Regions from separate parts of the Mus musculus genome. Here region 1 is linked to region 2. A link is a contact called in public Hi-C data. All regions are on one chromosome and are shown on one strand. The core of a region is the stretch at or near the end of the contact, and the rest is flanking DNA. Distances in the headings are between cores, read along the strand shown. Region 1 has its middle 24 kb from the start of Platr14. Region 2 holds the start of Hipk3 (homeodomain interacting protein kinase 3).

Evidence for each region. A called contact is a pair of places that touch in the nucleus more often than the background predicts.
Region 1: a contact with region 2 is called in a Hi-C map of liver, with 1.9 times the contacts expected there. The contact joins the enhancer-like site here to the promoter of Hipk3 in region 2. A contact is called at or near these places in 4 of 39 promoter capture datasets (3T3-L1-derived adipocytes, the C10 cell line, embryonic stem cells and 1 more), 5 of 484 Hi-C or Micro-C datasets (brown adipocytes, double positive thymocytes, liver and 1 more) and 10 of 115 datasets of contacts at active chromatin or transcription factors (the 230-238 cell line, CD8 T cells, the HPC-7 cell line and 5 more).

Annotation. Positions count from the first base shown.
Region 1 is chr2:104,533,613-104,537,005 of GRCm38.p6, reverse strand. No RefSeq gene overlaps it. Among named protein-coding and RNA genes, the nearest start is that of Platr14, 24 kb to the left of the region's middle. Within about 2 kb of position 2,070, at least 7 of the 459 cell types and tissues checked have an H3K27ac peak or open chromatin away from gene starts, as enhancers often do. A contact at or near this core is called in 3T3-L1-derived adipocytes and liver, where this site is marked.
Region 2 is chr2:104,492,642-104,495,881 of GRCm38.p6, reverse strand. It overlaps Hipk3 (homeodomain interacting protein kinase 3), which reads left to right and starts at 1,393. Exons shown (of 16, transcript NM_010434.2): 1 at 1,393-1,934.

The DNA.
Region 1 (3,393 bases), core at 821-3,320, 40 kb before region 2:
GTCTTATACACACTGTAGAAGAAAAAAGCCTGGCTCTTGAAAGTTGTCCTCTGTTAAAATGTAAGCTCTGTGAAGGCATAGGGTTTTTTGTTTTTTGTTTTGTTTTTGTTGTTGTTGTTGTTGTATTTTATTTTATTTTATTTTATTTTATTTTATTTTATTTTATTTTATTTAAACTCCACTGTTAGCATTTGCTGGAGCTAGGAATATTCCAGAAGGTCAATTCCAGTGCCACTTTGCTATACTAGTTAAATCCAGCTCAGACCCCTGGGAGGAAAAGCAGAGCTAGGGCAAATGCAATAAGTGTGGGCTGCCCACGCTAATTCTTCTTGGTCTCCTGGGGGCCCCGTCATTTTGTTCCTGTGCTGGTGGCCTCCTGAAATTCTTGTTGAATTCAGCTGGTCTTTCTGGGGGAAGGGAGAGGGGGTATGTGATGAAAAGAATAAGAAGCAGTAAGCCATGAATACTGTCATGTTTTCCTACCGCAAAGACATTCTTATCTGGTACCAACCACAGTTCTGTGAAGAGATTCAGAGATGCTGGAAACGAAGCTTCATTTTCAACCTCACCTACACACTGTTTAGCTGCCTCCCCCCTTCCTGAAATCAGGCCACAGCTCCCCTTTCGCAGGTCTCTCTCTGGGACAGAGTTGATAAGAAAGTGTGCTGAGCTGGAACCTTGTGGCACCCACCCCCAACCCCTTTCAAGACAAGGTCCAACTTTGCAGCTTTATCTAACCTGGAACTCAATATGTAGACTAGGCTGACCTGTGACCCTATTGCCACCCAAGTAGTGAGATTGTGGGTGTATGCCACCATGACAGGCTGAAAAACTATTTTAAAATCAACTCTCAGTACAGGTAACAAAAGTTTATATGAAAGTGTTCACCATACCTAGCAATAAACATGTTCTAGGTTAGGTTAAAATGTAAGCCCAGCATGAAGTCCAAGTAGGGTAGAAAAATGAGCTATGTAGCTTTGCATGAAACCTCTATGGGCAGAGTTTCATTAAGAGGTCCTATTTTTGACTTGACCCTTTGCTCTTTTTGGTGGGTGATGGGCCATGATGATTGAAACAGGGTCTCATTGTAGCCCATCCTGACCTGAAGTTGCTGTGTAGCCAAGAATGATCTTCAACTGTTGACTCTCCTGTCTCCATCTCTAGGTGCTGGGATTAAAGAAGGCGTGGGTCACCATGGGATGGCTACATTTGGCTGTCAGTTTTACTGCATCTGGAATGAACTACAATCCAGAAAGGGAGGGTACACATTTGAGAGATTTTTTTTCTTTGTTTGAAATGGGTGAATCTACTTCTAATCTTGACCTTTGGGTAGGAAGACACACACCTTTGATCCGGATCTTAAGGCTGGAAGAAACATATCTTTGATCCAGATCTTGAAGTGGAAAGACATACCTTAACTCTGGACCATATCTTCTGCTGAAAGTTAATATAAGGACATAAAAGGAGGAGGCCTTTGCTCTCTGCCTGCTTGTCCTCACCTTGCTAGCAGATCCATTTCTTCACTGGCATTAGAGCTTACTTCTTTGGGATTCTAGCATATACTGAAGACCAGCCAAGACATCTAGTGGACACCTTGTGGACTGAGCAACTACTGTTCTTAGACTTTCTGTCCACAGCTAGCCATTGTTGGATTAGCTGAACTATAGCCTCTAAGTCATTCCAATAAATCCCCATATATAGAGATAGAGATAGAGATAGAGATAGAGATAGAGATAGAGATAGAGGTAGAGGTAGAGGTAGAGGTAGAGGTAGAGGTAGAGGTAGAGGTAGAGGTAGAGGTAGAGGTAGAGATAGAGATAGAGATAGAGATAGATTTATTCTATAAGTTCTGTGAATCTTGACTAATACACAGCATTATTCCAGGCCTACTCTTCTTTTTCTTTTCCTATGAAAAAATCCAACCTTTAACACTATAAACTCTTGCAAACCTTTCTGCAATTTGGCATTAAATATTAAAAGTTATAAAATGTTTATAGCCTTTGACCCAGCAATCCCGGACCTTGGCAACACATTCTAAGAGAAACATTGTGAGCACACAAGACTGTGGCCTTAGTTTAACAGTTCTGTGTTAAAAACAGCCTAGATAAATAGCAAGAATAGCAAGAGGGACAAGTAAATATGGATTATTGTGCAACCACTAAAATTTATAATTAGGCAAACTATGTGGTAACTTGGAAAATAGCTCCCAAGATAATGTTACTTGAGGTGACTGGGAGACGCGTGTATACATGCCTCAGGATTCAACTATTTTAGTTTGCACTTTCAAAATGAGGAGACAAAAGGGAGATACAAGAGAAAATACAAACCATGTTTAGCAAGATTGTGGAGGTTTGGTTTCTTTTAAAACTTACTGTTATACTATTACTGTTTGTGTTATTTAAAAATAAGGAGGCGTTCTGGAAGCTCATCTCTGGTTTTGGGAGTTTAAAGGGTTTGGAAGAAATGATTCCGTCCTAGGTTAAAATGAGAGCTGGGGTGCCCTTAGAGGTGAATGGCTAAAATCATCATGGCCGCTGTGATTCACATGAGCATTTCCTCTTTTCTAAGCATTAAGTTAAGAGTGTTTTGTTTCTGTTTGAAAGCCTTATCTTCCTCATCTGTCTCTTTGGCCTCCTTCTTGGCCTATCTCAGGGGCTTCTTTTTGCTACCTTTGAGGCTCAACATGATATCTTCGGCGCCTTCCTCGGACCCTGATCCCAAGCCTTGGTGTCTTCTTGTGCTGAGACCCTCCCACTCTGATGCCAGGCAAACATAGTAGCTGACACTCTTCTGCTCCCACTTCCCTAGTGTTGGATTGTAGATCTGTGCCTTCACACAACTCACACTTGGTTTCTATGCCTATGTGGGCTTGAGGGGTCTCACAGACCATAGAATGGGCTCTGGGAAGGTAGGTTCTGGAGTCTATGAAGAGAGCACTCCTGTTCACTAAGTAGGGAGTCGGAAACTTCACAGAGCAGGACAACAAGAAAAAACATCCAGTGGAAATGGATATGACAGTCAAGCTCTTTGTCAAGACAGTTGATGGGATCTAAAAATGAATCAACAATAACCTCCTCATTTTTTAATAATATTTTTTATTACATCTGATCTATTTGTTTGTTTATGTGTCTGTTGGTTGAGTGTGGAAGCAAGTGGAGGTCAGAGGACAACTTGTGGAAGTCTGCACTCTCTTCTGGGCCCCAGGATTGAGCTCAGATCTCAAGCTTGCTGGCAAGCCTCTTTGCCTGCTGAGCCATCTTGTGGGCCTTCATTTGATGGTTTTAAGGCTACACGGAATGTCCTTGCTTGCAGAAATATATACTTAAGCATTGGAGTATATGGTATAGGGCATTGTGTTAGCATCTTACTGCTATGTGTGTGCATGTGCCTGTG
Region 2 (3,240 bases), core at 144-2,643:
TTCAGATTATTGCCTTAAAAGAAATCCAATGTAAATGCTAAAGAATAAAGAATGGCTCCGACATTGCCCTCCTTTTGGATGTAGAGGGTAATCTCGAGCCTCTTCCGGTTCTGTCCATCTACCCGGCGCTGGCAATAGAGACTTGCATCACTGTGGCCATCTCATGCATACACCTTTTCTAAAAATCAGTCATTAGCTTTTCTACTTTAGTCTTCACTGTACTCCTATCTTGAAGAAAACACTGGTCACTGGAAAAAGGATTATCAGTGGCCTCGAGGGGATACCCTTTCCCCCTTTAAAGACATTCTACACAGTCCTAGTTTGAAAGGCAATAGGTAAAGGACTAGTATCTACCCAGCGAGTTGACCCTCCCTTTAGCCCCAGCTGCTGCAATGGAGAATATGTGTGGAGAAATAACATCGGCAAGCTCAGTCCTTCTAGTAAAGGAAGAAAGCAAAGGACATCTCCATTATAGAGACAGAGGTGCTTGCGTTGCGGAAACGTTAAATATTAGTTTAGAACCCAGACGAAACAGGTGGCAAAATAGGTTTACTGAATGATGGGTTGCTTCGAAGATAGATGCTTTCTGGAGAGATAGATGGAGGGGAGAGGGGTGGAGACTAAAGCTTTGCTCTTTAACCTTGCTCACGTCATCGAAACTTGTCTAAACCCTTGTCTTAGCATAAGAGTTTGGACTATGCATCAGTAAGATTCTTTCATCTCAAATTCCATGGTTCTATGGTTACGTGGGTGGAAATGGACCATTCTGTCGATTTCCTAGTTTCCAGGAGCGAAGAAACTAGCTTGGGTGTGGAACTAACTCGATGGAGAATTATCAACGTAGAGGTGGGCAGCTTCTCAACCACTGTGGTGGTGCACTTGGAAAACTTCCAAGAGAGTCCGTCCCTCATTCTTTGACGTGGTGTGACAAGTCTCCTGCTGTTTTGGAATGGGGGAGCGAGAAGGACCTATTTTAGGCTTAGATTATTCATTCTCTTTCTGCGTTTTTAGACTCCTAAGATGCCAAGAAACAGATTCTAAAGGGGTGGGAAGAGAATTAGGATGGGGTAACCTGGAAAGGCCTGTGGAATCCTGCTTCCGCATCTGAACCCCTTTGGGTATTAGGATTGTCCCTTAAATGTGTATTTTTGGGCCCGGAGTCAGGTTCAGAACTGCAGAGGAGGGCTGACGGAAGCCGTTCCTCTTGGAGGGGATGGCGTGAGAGCTCAGGGTTGGATCCGCGCGGGCCGCCTGGCGGGCTGCGAGCGTCAAGGGCGCGGCTGCAGGCGGACCCTGGGGAGGGGCTTCGCGGAGGCGCCGCGGCCCTACCCGAGCGGGGCCGCCCGGGCTCGGCGCTCAGAGCGGCCGAGCGGGCGGTGGCGCTGCGGAGGCGGCGGCCGAGGCCGGCGGGCGCGCGGAGGAGGGGCCCGATATCGGGGCGGCCTGCCGCAGCTGCCCGGGTGACGACTGCCGGCAGCGCGGCGCCCCGAGGAGTCCGAGCCGCAGGCCCCGGGCGACGCGGCCTCGCAAGCAGCCCTCGTCCTCGTCTCAACTCCGGGGAAATGGGCCCTCAGCACCGCGGGCCCTGCATCCCTTGTTGCCCGTAGGCCCCGGTGGCCCGCCGGCTTGTCACTGCCCCTCTCCCCAGTCGAGCGGTCCCCACCCCAGGTCCCCGGGAAGGAAGATGAGGGAGACGGGCCCGGCGATCGGCAGCCAGAGAAGCAGCAGCAGCGGTCGGGGGAGGGTGTTTCGCCGTTTCCTCTCAGCCGCCAGGACAAGATGGCAGCGGCCGCCGAGAGGGGCTGAGCCCCGGCTGGGTGGCGCCGCCTGCTGAAGCGCTTGGCTCCGGGTCCCCGCACGGCCCCCGCGACCCACCCCGGACATGCTCAGGGCTGCGGCCGCCCGAAGCGGGGAGAGCGCGGGCCTCTAGGAAGGTAAGGAAGCCAGGCAAGGGCGGGTAGCTCGGCGCCGTCGCGGGGCCTCGGGGGCCGGGGGAACCCTCGGAGCGACGGCTCTCCGTTCCCGCCCGGTTGTCCAGTGCGGCCGGCCCGGGCGGTTCCCGAAGGCCGGCGCCAAGCCAGGCCCGAGGAGGCCGTACGCGGGGACTGCGCGTGCTTTCCGCGCGCGCTTGGCGCAGCCTCCGGGAAGCCGCCCTGGCCGCGCCGGGCTGTCCGGGCCTTCCCCCAAGCCTAGGTTGCGCAACGGCTCTTCCCAGCAACCGAAGTTTTGTTTGGTCCCACGGGGGCCCCCCGTTTCGGCTCGGCGGCTCTAGGCCGTCACTACGGAGACCTCGTTCCTTTCATTGATGGGAGCGAAGACCAACGTGCACGCACGCCGCCGCCGGAGCGCCCAGCCCCGTGGCTGCGCCGCGGAGGCTTGGTGGCCCTGTCACCGGCGTCGCGGGGCGGCGGGTTTGGAGGGTGTCAACTCTGGAGACGTGCGTGCGTGTGATTGTTGGGGAGGAGAAATGTGATCCGAGGCTTCGCGTCCCCAGCGGCGGCGGGAGGAAGGCGTGGCGGCCGCGCGGCGGGGCTGTTGCCGGCTTCTCTCGTTACGGCGGCGGCGGCCCTCTTCCCTTCGCGCTGTGGGGAGACCAGCGGAAAGGACTCGGGACCAGAATGTCTGTTTTCCTGTCTGGGGGGAGACGGCTGTTGTAAAATGGTATGTGGATCTTGGGGGAAGCCTGTTGTTTCCCAGTCTTATCTGTGCTGGAGGAATTGCGCTGAAGGGTGTGTGCGTAAATTACCTTGGACCTGTTACAGAGTAGTCACAACATGTTCGGTCCTTGAACCGTGTTTTCACAACCTCTGGCTGGCCTGCTGCTGGCGAATTTGTTTTTCCACCTGTCAGTTCGCAGCTTATAAGGAGCTTCTATTAGCAGCAGCAGCAGCCGGTCCCCCCCCCCCCTCCCCGGCCCCCCTTAGGTTTCAGATTATGGCCCAGTTTACAGGGAAACTCATGGTTTTACGGGTCTACTTTGTTTTGGTTATCTCTCTGGTACACAGGGCTGGAAAAGTTAGCTGGAAAACCAGTCTTCGTTTCTATGTACCTCCGAGTTGTTTGGAGATCTGTTTTTTATTTTTCTATTTTAGGTCTCCCCCCCCCCCCCCCCCGTAAACTACAGCCTCTCAAATGGGGGTACTAAAAACAGTTTAACTTAATTTTCAGATTTTAATTGCCTGGTGTTTGAAAAATTTTTAAAGATTTTTTTCTTTCTGATCAGGTTATGAAAACATTTCT